Regions from separate parts of the Anas platyrhynchos genome. Here region 2 is linked to region 1. The links are chromatin contacts, called in public Hi-C maps. All regions are on one chromosome and are shown on one strand. The core of a region is the stretch at or near the end of the contact, and the rest is flanking DNA. Distances in the headings are between cores, read along the strand shown.

Region 1 (3,521 bases), core at 625-3,124:
TGCGTGCCTCTTCCTTGTCACGTTAAAATGATGCTCGCGGTTTGCACGTTGGGCGCTGCAAAAGAAAAAGAAAAAGAAAAAAATCACCAAGCTCTGCCGTGCATCCAGCGCTCAACTGGCTGCAAACACGAGCACTTTTATGTATCGCTGCACATCCAGAATTAGACATATCCGTGAGATTAATGAGACATCTCAGATTTCTGGGACTTGGCAAAAAAAAAAAAAAAAAAAAAAAAAAAAAGAGAGAGAGAGAGGGAAGGAGGAAAAAAAAAAAAAAGGCTTCAATTCCAAATGTCAATATCCACTCCGTGTATTGGCAACATGGTGCGGGGAGTTCGCGTTACCCCGTCAGGTAGAGCTAAAATAAAGAGCGAGATCGCCCTGCCAAAGAGGCAGCCTCGCATGCCAAGGCGAAATGCAGGCGAGCCCCCAGTTTCGCAGGAATTCTAGAGAGACCTGGGAATTTCGAGGAGTGCATCCGGAAATTGAGGAAGTCTATTGAAGGGAGCCTCTAACTCGGAGGGCAGAGATTTAGGAAAGTCAGCCTTGGACTACTGTTGCTCTCTCCGCGCAGATGTAAAAAATCGCCGCTGTTCAACTTAATCCATGTGTGCGCGAAACCGCGGTGGCTACTTCTCCCCTCGGGAAGCTAAGGAGAGCCTTCCCGTCCGAGAAACCGGAGCTAGAGCGAATTACATTTCGTCCCTCGAATTAGCAAAGGCTTCACTGGGTGGATCTCGTGATATTTCAGCCTTGAAACGCGCCCGAGAGGCAGCGGGGAACAATGCCTCGTCGCAGCTAATGCCAGCCGCCGGGGCAGCCGGCGCTGCAGCTGGCTGGAGCAGCGTGCGCCTTTCGGGAGAGAGGCATCGAGCCGTGCTCGGGGGGCTGCGAGCGAAGTTGCGAGGGAAAACAGCTGCTCCCGTTAAAAAGGAACCACCGTGGTCTTTCTAGAGCGAGAGACAATAAGGGTCGTTTCAAAATTCCTCCTGATGTACTTATACGCCGCCAACACCCCCCCCCTCCCCGCACACACACACACACACCACCCCCCTCCCCGCTGCTCTCCTCCCCCTGCTTTAAGGTTAAGGCTAGGGAGTCAACAGTGAGGGAGCAGTAAAGTCCGGGAAAGCTTTTCAGCAGACGTAAAAAAAAAAAAAAAAAAAAAAAAAAGGAAAAAAATAGAGAAAAAGAAAACAAGAAAAACACAAAACGCCCCCCCCCCCTTCAAAAAATAAAAAGAAAAATAAAAAAAGAAAAAAGAAAAAAAAAAGGGGGAAAAAAGCCCCTCTGGGCTGCAAAGCCATTCGTTTGCAGGCATTTGGGGTGCTTTGGGCTCCTGTGCGGGGGCTCGCAGGCAGGGCCGCCCGCAGTCCCTGCAGCTGACAGCCTGGCAGCGGGATCCGGCAACTATTTCAAAAATGCCTCCTTTTTGTTTGCTTCATTCCGGCGCTATCCAACGCCTCGGAGCAGGAGCGGCTATTTGGCCGAGCTCCGCTCCCGGCTAGGCACAGCCCTGAGCCTCCGGGTCGAAGGGGAGAGGGGCTGCGGGCGGTGCGAGCCGCCCCCCGTACTTACAGGCACCCGCACACCCTCTGAGCCGCATCCCTCTCCCCGGCTCCCCCGGAGCCCTCTGTTTCTCTACTTCTCCAGCGGGTTTTTGTGTGCGAGGCGAACCAGGCGGCTCTCCCCGGGCCAGCAGCACGCGTTTGTGCATCCGGGGTCGTCTTGGAGCCCGCCGGGGGAGAGCCTGATAAAGGGCCGCCGGGGGCCCCTTGCACACGCACACGCGAGGCAGGGACTTTCAGATGGATTTGCACGCACGCAGGGGAACGGCGATCAATAGCGAGCCACGTTTACGGCCGGGCTTGGGAACGCGCAAGGCGGCCGAAAGGATTAAAATTAAAAAAAAAAAAAAAAAAGAATGAAAAAAAAAAATCGAGGTGTCTGGTAGCAATTAGGTGCAAAGTTAGGCACTAATTTACTCGCTCGCAGCCTGCGTGGACGCCTGCGTGGCGGTGTGCTGTGCATGTGTGCGCGCAGCCGGCCGGACGTGTGGCCCTCTCTGGAAAACGAGGGAGTTTCTTTGTTAATTCCGTGGCCGGTGTCCCCCTCAGTCGCGATCAAAGATGCACATGATTAAAGGCATGGAGGTTTGGCTCGCCTTTCTGCAGATAAGGAGGCCCGGAGATGCCCGCTTTTGCCAAATCCACATGCATGCAACTCCGCGGAGTTGTGAGCACAGGGCACACACACACACACACCCCGGGACTATCAATCAAACGTGCTCCTTTTCACGTTGAGTAGCGTGCAATCTGCAATCTCCACTCTATAGGCAGTAGCGTTTCAGTCTTGAAGCTGTCTGGCCGAAGGATAAACCTCATTAGGAAAGAAAGAGAAAAAATAATATTCATAATCGCTCGCCGTGGACCTATTCCCATTTATTGGGAATCGCATACTTTCATTTTGGTAAACTTGTGTTAAAATATACGTGCTCGCGGGGAAGCGCTTAACCACATTGTTCCAGAAAGAAAATGCACGTAGCGTTTGAAATGCTCCTTTTACGCGATGTTTTGATTTATTTTCATAGGATGATTATGTTTAAATACCAGCGCAATTCAGCCTGACCTCTTCCTTCTGCAATGAAGTAATGCACACACCATTTACAGTCTTTTAAACGTGGAGTTGGGAAATGCAACAGCGATGTCCACCAGCAGTTGTACTAATGGGGAGAAATCTTTTGAAAATCTTCAGGAAAACCTAAGAGGTCACGTGCATTTTCACACTAGGATTGCCACATTATTAGAGTCTTATTATTATTTATTATTATTTGTTAAGTGCTGGGCCACGTCTCCAGGTATTGACAAGCATTAAATAAACCTTTTGCTTTCCCGGCTCTGGGCAGAAATATAGATTGCAAATGAGAACTTCTTTTCTAGCCCTATACCCTGCTTTTAGATATCGCTGTGCATATTTTGCTCAAGGAGGACACAGAAAGCAGCTAGAGGCTATCACAAAGAGTCCAGTAACGTAAATATAATAGGGTCAAAGAACAGTATAATGGGATCCTTCTGCTATTTTAAAGTCAGCCAAATGTGACTGTAGTACGTAAAATTTGCCGTAAATTCTGGTGTGACAACAAATGAGAACGTATAACTAAATCTCCTAAAAATGTAGGACAAAGAAATGCCAACCATCAGCCCGAACAAAAAATCATAATCTGGCCAACACCGCTATGCCTAGGAGTTTCACTGGGTATTTTCTTTTCCCTTTTTTTCCTTTTTCCTTTTTTTTTTTTTTTTTTTCCTAAACAAAGCGGCAATGTCGAATTCTGCCGAGTGCTTTTTAAGTTGTAATTTATCCGTGGGGGCTGGGGCGTCCCTTGCGCCTTCGAATTTTGTGCAAATTTTAATGGTCGCGAGCTAAGGCTATTTCTTGAGCTTGCTACTCCCGGTAGTTTTAAAATACTTTTTTAGCAGGAGTTTCTGGACACATACTACATGCCATGTTGTTTACTGACC
Region 2 (3,308 bases), core at 124-2,623, 210 kb after region 1:
TCAGAAGACCTCAGGGAGGTTGTAACATGCCACTACCCATATAGTAATTCACTGCTGAGTTAGTACATAGCCTCCTTGAAAGAATATAGGAATGCCCTCCATCACTCTCTGTAGTACAGATGCCAGCGTCAGCAAAATTTCTGTAAGACACAACCCAGCCTAAACCCTAATAAAAAACCATCTCAGTTAAACTCCAATAAGCTTAACAGATTTCCTATTACTATGGCCCACCGCTTTGCTAAAAGTTGCCACCCTCCTAACAGGGTGAGCTGAAAGCAGGAGCACTGCCTGACTGCAGCTCACAGTTTGATGGCATACAGCAAGGCACATCTGATAAAGGGACACGGCAGAAAGCAGAGGACATCCCAAATGACCATTCACAAAAGCTGACAGGTCTTTATGGGCCATAAACTAGCCAAGGAATGTTCAAAGGAACCTGCATAAAGAAATCAAGCTTATCATTAGGAACCGTCAATTAAAACTCTCTCACACACATTGAATTTATACATCACTGAAAGCTGAAGTAAAACAAAACTAAATTATTTTTCATTAAAAAAATCTTGCCCTTATTTAAAAAAACATATATATGCCATGACTTGTGATGGAACTGAACTGAAGACAGCCCTTCCCATTCACTAGTGACTTTGTATGGAAATTGGTATTATGGTTGCTTAAAATGCCTGTTTGACATTATTTCCAGTGTGAACAAGCCAAGTACACCTGAAGAAAGATACTCACCTCTCAAAATTTATGGCAGCTGTAGGCAGACACTGTTACACACAGTGGCACACTGTTCCCTGAATTGCCCTCTATGTTTTTTAAATCCAAGTGCTTGCACTGAACCCTAGTGAGAGGCAGAAAGTTGCACATGCCCAAGTGGGAGGCAGGAAGATCACTTTCCTGCTTTTCATAAAGCCATTCCCTGCAAGGAGTTACTGTTCTTTTCCAGTACTACCTTGGAGGCACCCTGTTTGTGCCAGGAAAGGAGGGAATTCATTCATTCAGATCCATAAACTGCAAACCTCCTGGTCTGCAAGAGGCAGAAGACCAGAGCAAGACCTCCAGGCACTACTCACATGCGGAGGGTACAGAAGGCAGCGGGTACCAAACACGTGTATGAGCGCACACGTGCCTGCTCCTCTCCTCACCCAGACTTTAAGATAATTCAGTGCAAACGAGCCTTTTTTGCTGGGAAGCTAAGTAGCCTGTCAGCACTGTCACAGGGCTGAGAGAGACAAAATAATAGTTCTCACCCTCTGAAGTCAAAGTAATGGAGCAAATGTACGGCCATTTTTCAGTCACTGATAGGAAAAGGCAGCGTTTGGAGGGACCGTAGTTGCCTCCCCTCGTCTCTCATTCACCCATAGAGCCCCATTCTCGTCATAAGGAACGTATCTGTTTGCTCCCTCCCCGTTTTCATTTCCTCCCCATCACGAGCCCAAGCAACAAGCAGATAAGAGGCATTTTGTCCTGGCACTGGAAGGAGAGCTCCTCAATCTGGAGGCAGCAGCCGACTGCAGGAAGCAGAAAGTTGGCTGAGCAGAGCTGGTAGCAAGACAAACTGCAAAAGGAGGAAAGATCAAAATAAAGGGGAAGAGCGTGCATTTTTCTATGCCTATGGAAAAGAAGAATTACCAGTTGAGTGAACAGCAATAAAAACTTGGCACAGGTTACATGCCATTAACTACGCTATGAGAAATCTGTTTCAGCCAACTGACCGCAGAAGATAGTGACTATTACTAATTCATTTACTTGCCTCTCAACATAGGATTACGGGATTATCAGCATTAAAGATAACAGTGCAAGTCAGCAGATAAAACTCTGATACCACGGTCTCTAGAAGAAGCACTGACAAACGTAGACTGTTTCAAAACCAAAAGCCATAGGAAAAGTTTTGTGACCACGGGACATAAGTGAATCAAAGATAAATTACCATACAGTATTTTAACATGGGTTCTTCCCCAGAAGTTATAAACAGAAAGTCAGGACTTGATGAAAGATCAACAGGCAGGCGAGAATATTTAGTAACTTTTGCCACAGGTAGAGAAGAAAGGAATAAAGCTGCAAGCTACTACGTGGAAAAAGCATTCCGTTACTGACAACCCCACAAGCACAAACCGCAGGCCAAAGCCACGTTTCCTTCTATCTCATAACCTCAGCTGTGGAATCGAATCCAAGAAATTGCATCAGCCAGATGCAATTTCTTCCTCTCCTAACTTGTTAGGGGCGGGGGAAGGCTCTTTGTCAGAACAAACAAAACAAAAACCAAATAGCGGTGGCAGAAATATTGCAAAATTATTTCTGGAAGAGTAAGTCACAGCAAGTGTCACTGGCCAAAATAAAAGAAATACTTGCTGCGGGGCAAAGAAACTGAGTAAGCAGGCAGAAACGGGACTGGAATGAGCGTTTCCTTGTCGAGCTTCCCTCTCCCAATTAGTCCCACACAAACCCCGAGCAGTCCGGCAGATGCCAGCAGTGGGAGCCGAATACCCTGTGGCAATGTCAACAAAGAGCATGCTGTTGGCAAACAGACCGAAAGGATAAAAAGTTTTGGTCAAGCTCTATTTCAGTTCTCTTTTGTTATCAGGAGAAAAGTTGGTACCTTATTTTTTGGGTGTTGGTTTGGTTTGTTTTTTTAGTAAGCAGCGAGAGAAATAACTGTTTAAAAGAGTGGGATTGTTAAAAGATTGATTTCTTTAAATTCTAAACTTACAGTTTAAAAATTAAGGGGTAACAGAAACGTGACAATGATTATTCTGAACAGGTAAAGGAGATTTGGGGAGAGCTTGGTGTTTCCATGGAAAGGGACTCCAGCCTTTCCCCACTGCTCCGCCGCCCTGCCTTTATGCGTCGCACAGAGGACGGCTGCTTCCCCAGCCAGCAGCTATTCAGGATTTCTCTCCACACGTTTGTTCATGTGTGGCCTCATCCACTCGTAGCTGCATGCTATTCAAACACGCTCCCAAGACGTGGTTATTTGTTTTGAAGCCCATCACAATGGCATCAGAGTCCATCAATAACATTATTCACCTTTGTAGCATCATTAAGATAAGTGTGCATACTTTCCTTTTTTTAATACATTGCAATATTTTTTTTATACTTTTTTTTTTTAAATGCATTGCAAAATGAGGCACAGACTAAGGTAAAATCTTCAGCCATCTCAGGTGCTAATTTTTATCTCAGATAGGATTTTGCTGAGCGCTTGGTATCAAACACCACTCCATACAGCCTGGGCACAGACTTTAATCGACTTCAGCTGCAGCTGCAAGCCCTCAGTTTTTCTGCATATCAGCCCCTAGTACCTCAAA

The links. Hi-C and Micro-C count contacts between places; a contact is called where the count stands out from the background.
Region 2: a Hi-C map of subcutaneous adipose tissue shows a contact between it and region 1, with 2.0 times the contacts expected there. The contact joins the enhancer-like site here to the promoter of SKIDA1 in region 1. A contact is called at or near these places in 4 of 8 Hi-C or Micro-C datasets (F1 follicle, liver, skeletal muscle and 1 more).

The regions. Positions count from the first base shown.
Region 1 is chr2:140,307,323-140,310,843 of IASCAAS_PekinDuck_T2T, forward strand. It overlaps SKIDA1 (SKI/DACH domain containing 1), which reads right to left and starts at 1,875. Exons shown (of 2, transcript XM_072033693.1): 1 at 1,579-1,875; 2 at 1-55.
Region 2 is chr2:140,518,703-140,522,010 of IASCAAS_PekinDuck_T2T, forward strand. All of the region lies in intron 1 of DNAJC1 (DnaJ heat shock protein family (Hsp40) member C1), which reads right to left. Among named protein-coding and RNA genes, the nearest start is that of DNAJC1, 24 kb to the right of the region's middle. Within about 2 kb of position 1,374, at least 2 of the 8 cell types and tissues checked have an H3K27ac peak or open chromatin away from gene starts, as enhancers often do. A contact at or near this core is called in subcutaneous adipose tissue, where this site is marked.